Linked DNA regions of Rattus norvegicus: region 1 is linked to region 2. Evidence: chromatin contacts called from public Hi-C data. All regions are on one chromosome and are shown on one strand. Each heading gives the region's core, a stretch centred on a gene start, on an enhancer-like site or on the middle of the called end of the contact. The rest is flanking DNA. Distances are from core to core; before and after follow the strand shown. Region 1 overlaps Ildr2 (immunoglobulin-like domain containing receptor 2). Region 2 holds the start of Ildr2 (immunoglobulin-like domain containing receptor 2).

Region 1 (4,398 bases), core at 496-2,995, 50 kb after region 2:
TTTTCCCCCCCATCTCCCAGGCAACTAGAGGCTTTCAGCCTGCCTCTGTGGGAGTCTGGGATGCTTGGAGATCTGTCTGTCTTAAAGTTAGTGCACCTCTACCAAGCGAAGGTAAGGACTTCACGCTGGAGACTGACATGTGCCCTCAACCGAGAATGGGGTCTCTTTCCCTTCTGGATAGCGTGAGCTTGCTCCTCCGCTGGAACTCAAAAGCCATGCAGAGAGGAGCCTTTAGCATAGCTGTAGAGGTTCAGACGACAGGAGGGAAACTAGCAAATGACTGAAAAGCGCACTGCGGTGGATTTGCTTGTTGACCTCCAGGATCTACGTCCCGATGACGTCCTCTGATGGAGGATCTGAAGTGTACCCCCCCGTGTATAAACTGTGGTTTATTATTTCTGGGTGATTGTTCTGACTGGGAACTGTGGTTTCTGCTTGGTAAAAATGAGTGGAGGCCTCCTTTTCGTTTTCTGTTTTTAGCTCACCCTCCTGTGCTTTCTTCCACAGTTCGCAAAGGTTACCGGATCCAAGCTGACAAAGAGAGAGACTCCATGAAGGTCCTGTACTATGTCGAGAAGGAGCTGGCTCAGTTTGATCCAGCCAGGAGGATGAGAGGGAGATGTGAGCATCTGTTCGTTTCGGGTGATCAGGGCTTCATTAAGGATTTGGTAGCCGAAGAGGAGATGGGGAGGGTCATCGGATTTGAAGCTGTGAGCCAGTAGGCTTGACACTACCCCCGAAAAGTACCTCTAAGAACACGGAAGGGAATAGAAGGGGATTCTAGTGGCAGTGTGCAGTAGTCACATGTGGTTGTGGGGGCAGTCTGTGTCCATTGCTATGACGACGACATAATCCTGGCTTTATAATGTTTCATTCGAACAGTCCCCTCATATTACTCTATAAGCAATCCTCAAAAAACAGTTACTCAAGACGTGGGATGGCTCAAGCAGTACAGTCATTGCTGAGCGAGTATGAACTCAGATTCCTCACACTAGTGCAAGCACGAGGACCCACGGACCAACAGAGGACATCTCTAGCCCCAGCCCAGAGCTGGCAGAGACAAGCCAATCCCAGGAGTTCAATGGGCACCCATTCTACTCAGTCAGCAAACTCAGGTTCAGTGAGAGAGTCTTTTTCAAAAAGTAAGGTCAAGAATATCAAGGAAGATATGTCAACCTCTTGCATTTACATACATGAGCACATGCACATGTGCACAGACACACATGCACACTCAAGTGAACATTCACTATCAGCTTCTTCCAACCTGAAAGGCCCTAGTATTGAACCACCCAGAGGCTGACTTACCACATGGAGGGGTCAATGAATGTGAAAGAAGAAATCTAGTAAATAAATCTAGGGGAAAGAGGCTGGCTTCCCTCTGAGATGCCCAAACCATAGAGATTTCAGGGTGAGCAAAGAGACTGCACTTCTTGTCAAAGAACCGTTTAATTAGTAAGTCTGTCGGTGGCAGGGCCCCAACCCTTAACTTATCCAAAGCCCTTGGAGGCTGCAGCTGACACTGCCGATTCTTTAGAGTGGGTTCCAAATTACTGTCTATCATGGGAGGCAGAACAGGGCAGGTCTGACTCGGATGGGCTAATTATCAAGAGGTGCTGGCAAGCCTGCTAGTGAGGTCACTAGGCACTTTCTTTGAACCCTCTTCTTCTTGGAACCAACAAGAGACATGATGGAGCTGTTGGGGAAACAGTCCCAGACTGGAGGAACTTTATTCAGATTAAGGACAACATATTCCACCCAGTTTTACAATTCTAAATTCATCCTGTCTGGGCTGCAGCCATGGCTGCATCCTCCCACCTCGTGGACTATAAAAAGACCATCTCCAGATTGGAATGTCAGGAATGCAGATGTCACCACACTTGACAAGCTGGTTGTAACAGTGTTGTCATGGATCTCTGTAAGGGGACAGAGACAGAGAGAGCCCTAGATCAAGGAGAAGCCAGGCAAGAAATCTACCAGTATCACAGCTTAGAGGAAAAGTTAATGACAGAGATCAAAAGGATGCACTTGAGTGTATGTGGCTTATCTTGGGCTGACTACCTTGACCTGAAAGGTATTCAGGAACTGGCTGGTCTCAGCCTGGTGGAGCCTCAGAGTTGAAAGGGATTGGAGAGCTGCTCCATGTCAGCTTGTGCAGTGTTCAGATGAGGAAGCAGAAGCTCAGGGAGTATATCGATAGAATTAGAAGAACTCAGATGGGATGATTCCCAATCTCGTGACTCAGGCACAAAAGCTTTTGAGCTAAGGCTAGACTGGCCTCCTCACTGTGATATAACCAGTGCTAGCATGTGGCCAGGGCCTAGACTAGAACTCAGACCACCAAGTACCTGTGGATTGACAGTACAACAGTTGTGTGGACGGACACAGGAACAATTTACTCTGAAGGTTGGCTCTATTCCAAAGAGCAGGGCGGATCAAGGACTGGGGCCATTTTTAAAAATCTCATAAAATAGATACCTTGGTTTCACAGATTCTGTAAGAATTGGGGGTGTGACGTCCAGGTTCTTGAATTTGCTGGCCACTGTGGTTCTCCTTTGGTAATCACTCCTAGATGCTTACATTCTTGGGATGTCTAGAACAAGAATCTACAAACAATATCTCCTGGACACACGTATAGATAACAATTTCTGGTTTTTGGTTTTTTTTTTTAAAGTTTTATTGGATCGCAGCCAGGATAACTTGCTTATCTATGTCCTATAACTTCTTGAGTGGCAGAACTGAATGGTTCTAACCAGTGTGGCTCACAAAACCTGAAATGTTTATTCCCTGGCTGGTCCTTTACAGAAAGCGTTAGTGTATCCCCGTCCCACACTGGCATTATGTCTGTCAAGGGCTGCGCTGACGTCATGTTCTACTTGGCAGAAAGTTTAGTGTAACATACACCCTGGACAGCTTGTTACTATGAGTGGTCAAATGGTGACAGTTCTTACAATCAGGAAAAATGAAAAGGGTCAAGTATTCCTTAAAATTTAGAGAAAGATCTGAGCCAACGATGTAACTCGTGGGGATTGTGAGGGAACATTCTAGATTTTAACCAATAGTCTGTGAGCTGCTTTCTTCGAAGATGGGCATAAAGGCTGGAGAGGTGGCTCGGTGGGGAAGAGTGCTTGCTGTGCAGGCATGAGGACCTGGCTTTAGATCCTGGCATGTATGTGAAAAGCTGGTCATGGTTGCAGTTTCCCGTAACTCCCGCTCTGTGAGGGGTAGAGACACCAACCAGCCTAGCTCCAAATTCAGTGAGAGAATTAGGTGAACACGTAAAGTCCTCAGGCTTCCAGATACCAACACACACCACATCTTTCTCTTTAAGAGGTTTATGTTTAAATTTTGATTATAATTTAATACCAAATGATCCCATGAGTAAATTGTCACCCCTGTGTGCTCTCAGTTAAGGCAACACTAGGAGGTCCTGCTGTTGTATAAAATTCCTCCGACCCTCCCATTCCCACAGGGGATGGAAGGAAGGCAGAGGGAATCCAAGAAAACACATCTCTGCCTCCCACCTCTACTCTTGGCTTTACCTTTCACCCAGCAGCAAGGACTAGTAAATGTTGTCTCTAATAGTATTTTTGAAGTCTCAGTGGAAAGATTTAGAAAACAAGTGGATTCAGTTACATTACAAATAGGTCACTAGATTTAAGTAAAACAAATCCAATACATTTCTAAGTTTTTAAAATAATCAACATTTCTGTTATTTTTTTCTAGCCTACATCATAATTCTGGTCCTAGTTCATAAGTGATTCTTATGAACTTCACAAAGCCAGGAAACGAGAAAGCTGTGACCACACCCTTTATATTTTTTAGGCAGGGGCCAGAGTTCAAGCTACAGCCCAAAGCCTGAGTCCATCTTCCAAACTTCTGGCCTGGTCACTCGTGACCACAAATACCTGGAATCCCTTGGTAGGGAGGGGAACAGCTCTAGCCTGGTCTTAGATCTGGTGCTCCTTGGGTAGGGTATTAAACAACACGATCACGGTCTAAAAGGTAAGTGTGCTGAAACCAGGTGTATATGTCCTCTATGCCTTGACTTAGAACTCTTTGGAGAACAGAATGGCTGAGGGGAGCAGAATGGGCCTCTTCTAAAAGCAGGGTGTTCATACTGGCTCTAAAGACCCCTTTTTGGGACTGGGCCAGCCGTAGGGAAGATGTTATTAGTAATGGCTTTTTTTTTTCTCTTTGTTTCTTTTGGCCCAATATGGCCTGGGTCATTGAAATTCATCACAGAAATTATATAGGACAGAGAAGAACATTTGAACAAGAGAAATGTACCAGGAGGCCAGCTGCAGACAGCCTGAGTTCTAGGAAGCCTGCCTTAGGTAGAACAGAGGCAATTGTCTTCCCAATCCAAGAACAGCATGTAGGAAGCCTCCATCTCTGTAA
Region 2 (4,194 bases), core at 9-2,508:
CTGTCTTTCCCAAGATGACACTGGCACAATTTTTACAGCGAATATGCATCCTGCCTTTAATAGTCTGGCCTTTTTTTTTGGTTCTTTTTTTCGGAGCTGGGGACCGAACCCAGGGCCTTGCGCTTCCTAGGCAAGCGCTCTACCACTGAGCTAATTCCCCAACCCCATAGTCTGGCCTTCTTCCTTGCCTGGACCCAAGATGAGGCTCCTCAAGGACACGGAGCCTACACCATTACTCATCCTGTAGCCTTAGTTGTTAGAGCCTAGGAGAACCTTCGTATATATTTGCTAACCCAAGCAAGCGTTTCTCAGCGCTTTCTCAATGTATTGTGAGTATTTCCCAACAGACAGGAGACAACTCCATTTTAAAAGTGGGCATAACCCATGGAAATGTGCTTCGCAAATGGCGAATATATAGGTGTAGGCCATTTCAATCTCTCCTCTCCTCTCTCCTCTCCTCTCCTCTCCTCTCCTCTCCTCTCCTCTCCCCTTCCCTCCTCCTCCTCCTCCTCTTCCTCTTCCTCTTCCTCCTCCTCCTCCTCCCTCTTCTTCTTCTTCTTCTTCTTCTTCTTCTTCTTCTTCTTCTTCTTCTTCTTCTTCTTCTTCTTCTTCTCTCTCTCTCTCTCTCTCTCTCTCTCTCTCTCTCTCTCTCTCTCTCTCTCTCTCTCTCTCTCTTTCTCTCTTAAAAACCCATTTTCTGTTAACAGGAAAAAAATGTTGCCTAGTGGGTTTCTCCCCTGTGGATTCCAATTTGGCTGAGGCCTCTTGATTCTTTGAACCAGAATGCATCAGATAGGACACAGAAAACAAAACAAAACAACAACAAAAAACAAACCATACACAGAAAACAAACAAACAAAACCCACGTAGGTCTGAGCCCCAGGAGAAGTTATGCCAAGTCCTTGTAGCCTTTCTGTCCCTAAAGGTAAGGTTGCCACGAGCAGATGGAGACATGGGGTCCTGCATGGTGGCCTGAGTAGAGTGTGGACCGCAGTCCCCCGCCACAGGAGGCGCTGACCTCCTAGACCCCGGACTAGCCCCTAGCACGTGACTGAGAAACTTTGGCGGGCGGCGGCGGCGCGGGCGGCGGCGCGGCGGTCGAGCTCCCCCGCGCGGCGAGCTCTGCTGCGGGGAGTCGCTCGCCCCGCACCGCGCTGCTTGTGCGTGCGGGAACGGCCCCCGCAGCCCAAGCGGACTCTGGAGCTGGCGGCAGCGCGCCTCTCGCAGGCGGCGGCGTTCAGCGCCCGGGGCCGGGCTGCGCGGCCAGCCCCGAGGGCTGCTGCGCCAGGGACGCGCTGGGCCCGCGCTCCGCCGCCGCCTGCTGCCGCGAGGTCATCGAGATCCTAGCGTGCCAGCCGCTGCCAGCTTTCCCCACTCTGGATCTGAATGGGAAGTTGGGGAAAATGGATAGGGTCGTGTTGGGGTGGACCGCTGTCTTCTGGTTAACAGGTAAGAAGAGTCCTTTGCTACAGAGACGGATAACTTTATATGTATTCCCACAGTGGTGGTGTTCCACTCCAGCCTCGTTTTCCTCCTTTTTGACGGTGTGTTAGCGCTGCTTAGCCTGTGTGTGTGTGTGTGTGTGTGTGTGTGTGTGTGTGTGTGTGTGTGTGTGTGTGTGTGGATGGATGGATGGTGGGGGAGGCAAAGAACTGGATGGAGATGCAGGTGTTTGACTCACTACCGCTATGAGGCTGTTCTTGGGATGTCTATTTCCCCTCCAGACAATGGCTCTTCCTCCTTCTTTCTCCGAGTTTCTTAGGCTCGAGTCCTGGGCAAAGCCTGGGGAAAGCTCAGAAGGGGTTGATTCATTAACAGCACTGGTTTTCTGGAGGAGGGGGTAGGGGAGTGAGTGTCTCTCCAGCTACTTCCCGGGAGAAGGAGGGAGACCCAGAGGCCTTCTCTGGGGCTCTCCGGCTGCAGGGGAAGGGGTTTGGGAAGATGAAGAACAGGCTTGATTGGCCCTGGAATTTAAGGCCTGATCAGTCTTACCGGAGCCATTTGGAGAAGAAGAACGACAACGCCCCTCCCCCCAACAAGGTTAATTTGCATGGAGGCTCTGAGGTAACTTTGGAGATGCCTCTGGTGCACCTCTCCTTTTGTGAACTTTCTTCCCATCTTCTGGTGTCAGGAGAAGCCCTTGTTTGTAACACTGTGTACAATTCTGCAATTCTGGGTTAAGGAACAAGTGGCCCTGGGGTGGCCACCACAGATTCACAGCCCCGCTGAAGGGAAAATGGGACAGGATGAGGAGGGTTCGGATGGCCGGGGGTGAGTCAGAGGCAACCAAAGAGACAGTGGAGGAAACAGAATAAGGTGTCAAAAGGTCACGCTTGATAGGATCCGGTCAGTCACAGGCAGAAGAGAAGAGAGCAAAAGGCTGCAAGAAGAAAAAAGTTTGTTTCCTCTGGGGTATCCACCAGCTCCAGAGGGATGCAGAAGGGTGGGGTGAGATGGAGACACTAGGAAAATGGGATCCAGCTTAAAATAGCTGAAACAAATCCCTGGAACGGGAGGAAGGCAGATGCTCCCTCTTCTTTTACCCTCAGAATGAAATTATCAATTGTCTGATTTCTTTCCCCGTCGCCCTTTCCCCGTCGCCCTAACAGCGCTCTTGCCCCCAGCTGGGATGAGGTGGGGGGTGGCACCCTCAACAGAGTTAGCCTCTTATCTTGGCTGCTCTGAGTTCATCCCTCCCACATTATTCAAATATGAATCATCTAATTCCAGGGTTTGGCTGATCCACGCTTCTGCCTTCTCTGGCCTCCCAGTGCTTTCCACTGCCGCCCTCACAGATCCTAGCTCGGAATTGCCTCTACCCCTTTCTCAGTTACCATCTTCCAGGGGACTTGGACTTGCGGCCTGTGTCATGGCTTTTGAAGTCAGGAGGGCATCTTAGGAGGTCCATGAGTCAGAGATGCTTTTCTGGATGACCCCCACCCCCATACTGGGTCTGCCCACTCAGAGAGAGTGGGAGAAAAACATATGGTCTCTCTAGATGGCTAACAGGTTCTTATGAAATGGAAACCTATTAGTGGGGGGACCACGGGAAATCTAGCTCAGCCCCACCTTGGTGCAGAGGGACAGTATGCGTATTTGAATCTGGAGTGCACTACGGTCCCCCAGGGCCCCAGCCAGACTTCTGTACACCAGCTCCACCTGCTTCCCTGGGTTTCTGGTGGGAAGCTCTGGTGCTTTATTTTTGCATGGAGGGAGGTGCTGCATTGTCTGTGCCTTCTGCCTTCTGCACCTGGAGAGCTGGCTCTGCCTGGAAACAGGCAACAGGTTACTTGTCAGGGAGTCTCAGCAGTGTCAGATGGCAGGGGTGATGTGCAAGGGAGGCTGCCCCTTGGGATGCCACTGACTACCCTCTGCCATCCCCTGACCCCCCCCCCCCCCGCTGTCAGAGGTGCCGATGGACAAGGAGCCTCTCAGTCCCTCCACAGTATGAGGGCACTAACAATGGCTGCTGCGGGGGAAGGGGCCTGAGGAGAGAGGTGCAGTCAAGGATGAGCAGGATTTAGACTCATCCCTCACACAGGAACCATATGAGGAAAGGTAAGACATTCTGGTCCAGCCCAATCAATAGATTCTCTCCTGAGACAAGGTAAAAGGGAGAGGGAGAGAGACAAAAAGCAGATTAAAAATGAGACAGAGCCAAGAACAAACCACATTCATCCTTTCCCTCCTTCCTCTTTTCTCTCCCTCCCTCCCTCTCTCCCCTCCCATGCTCCCTCGCTCACCATTCTACTCCCCTGTTTTGCTTTAAGGCAGGCTGAGTAATTTCTAATCAACACTTGGGTTCTTTTCCTCAGGCTGCAATGGCTGCTTCCTTGTCTTTCCATTACTGAAATCCAGTACTTTTTCCTGCTACGGATTTAGCCACATGATTTCTCATTGTCACTGCAATGCTACTTCCTGCAATAGATTGGTGGCGTTGTTGATGTTCTGAACAAAACAAAATGCCTACCAGCTGCTAGTTTAGCAACAGGTGCCATCTAGCAATGAGACTTGAAGAGGGCTCCTTCAGTCGTTGTCCCTCCCCTGGAGGCCTTTCGGATTCAGTCTTCCCTGGCAGCAGGGGCTGTGAGAAACAGTGGCTCTACTCCGAGAGAGCCTACTCTATGGACTAGCGATAGGTTTTCCTAGAGACCGTTGGGTGTCTCTGTGGTGGAGTCTAGTTGTTCCCTCAGC

What was found. A called contact is a pair of places that touch in the nucleus more often than the background predicts.
Region 1: a Hi-C map of prefrontal cortex shows a contact between it and region 2, with 1.7 times the contacts expected there. The contact joins the enhancer-like site here to the promoter of Ildr2 in region 2. A contact is called at or near these places in 2 of 12 Hi-C or Micro-C datasets (frontal cortex and prefrontal cortex).

Annotation. Positions count from the first base shown.
Region 1 is chr13:81,099,951-81,104,348 of GRCr8, forward strand. It overlaps Ildr2 (immunoglobulin-like domain containing receptor 2), which reads left to right. Exons shown (of 11, transcript XM_008769713.3): 7 at 508-621. It overlaps LOC120096307 (a long non-coding RNA gene), which reads right to left. Exons shown (of 4, transcript XR_005492613.2): 1 at 2,476-4,398. Among named protein-coding and RNA genes, the nearest start is that of Ildr2, 50 kb to the left of the region's middle. Within about 2 kb of position 1,746, at least 17 of the 93 cell types and tissues checked have an H3K27ac peak or open chromatin away from gene starts, as enhancers often do. A contact at or near this core is called in prefrontal cortex, where this site is marked.
Region 2 is chr13:81,050,465-81,054,658 of GRCr8, forward strand. Ildr2 (immunoglobulin-like domain containing receptor 2) reads left to right here and starts at 1,259. Exons shown (of 11, transcript XM_008769713.3): 1 at 1,259-1,449. The coding sequence starts at 1,404.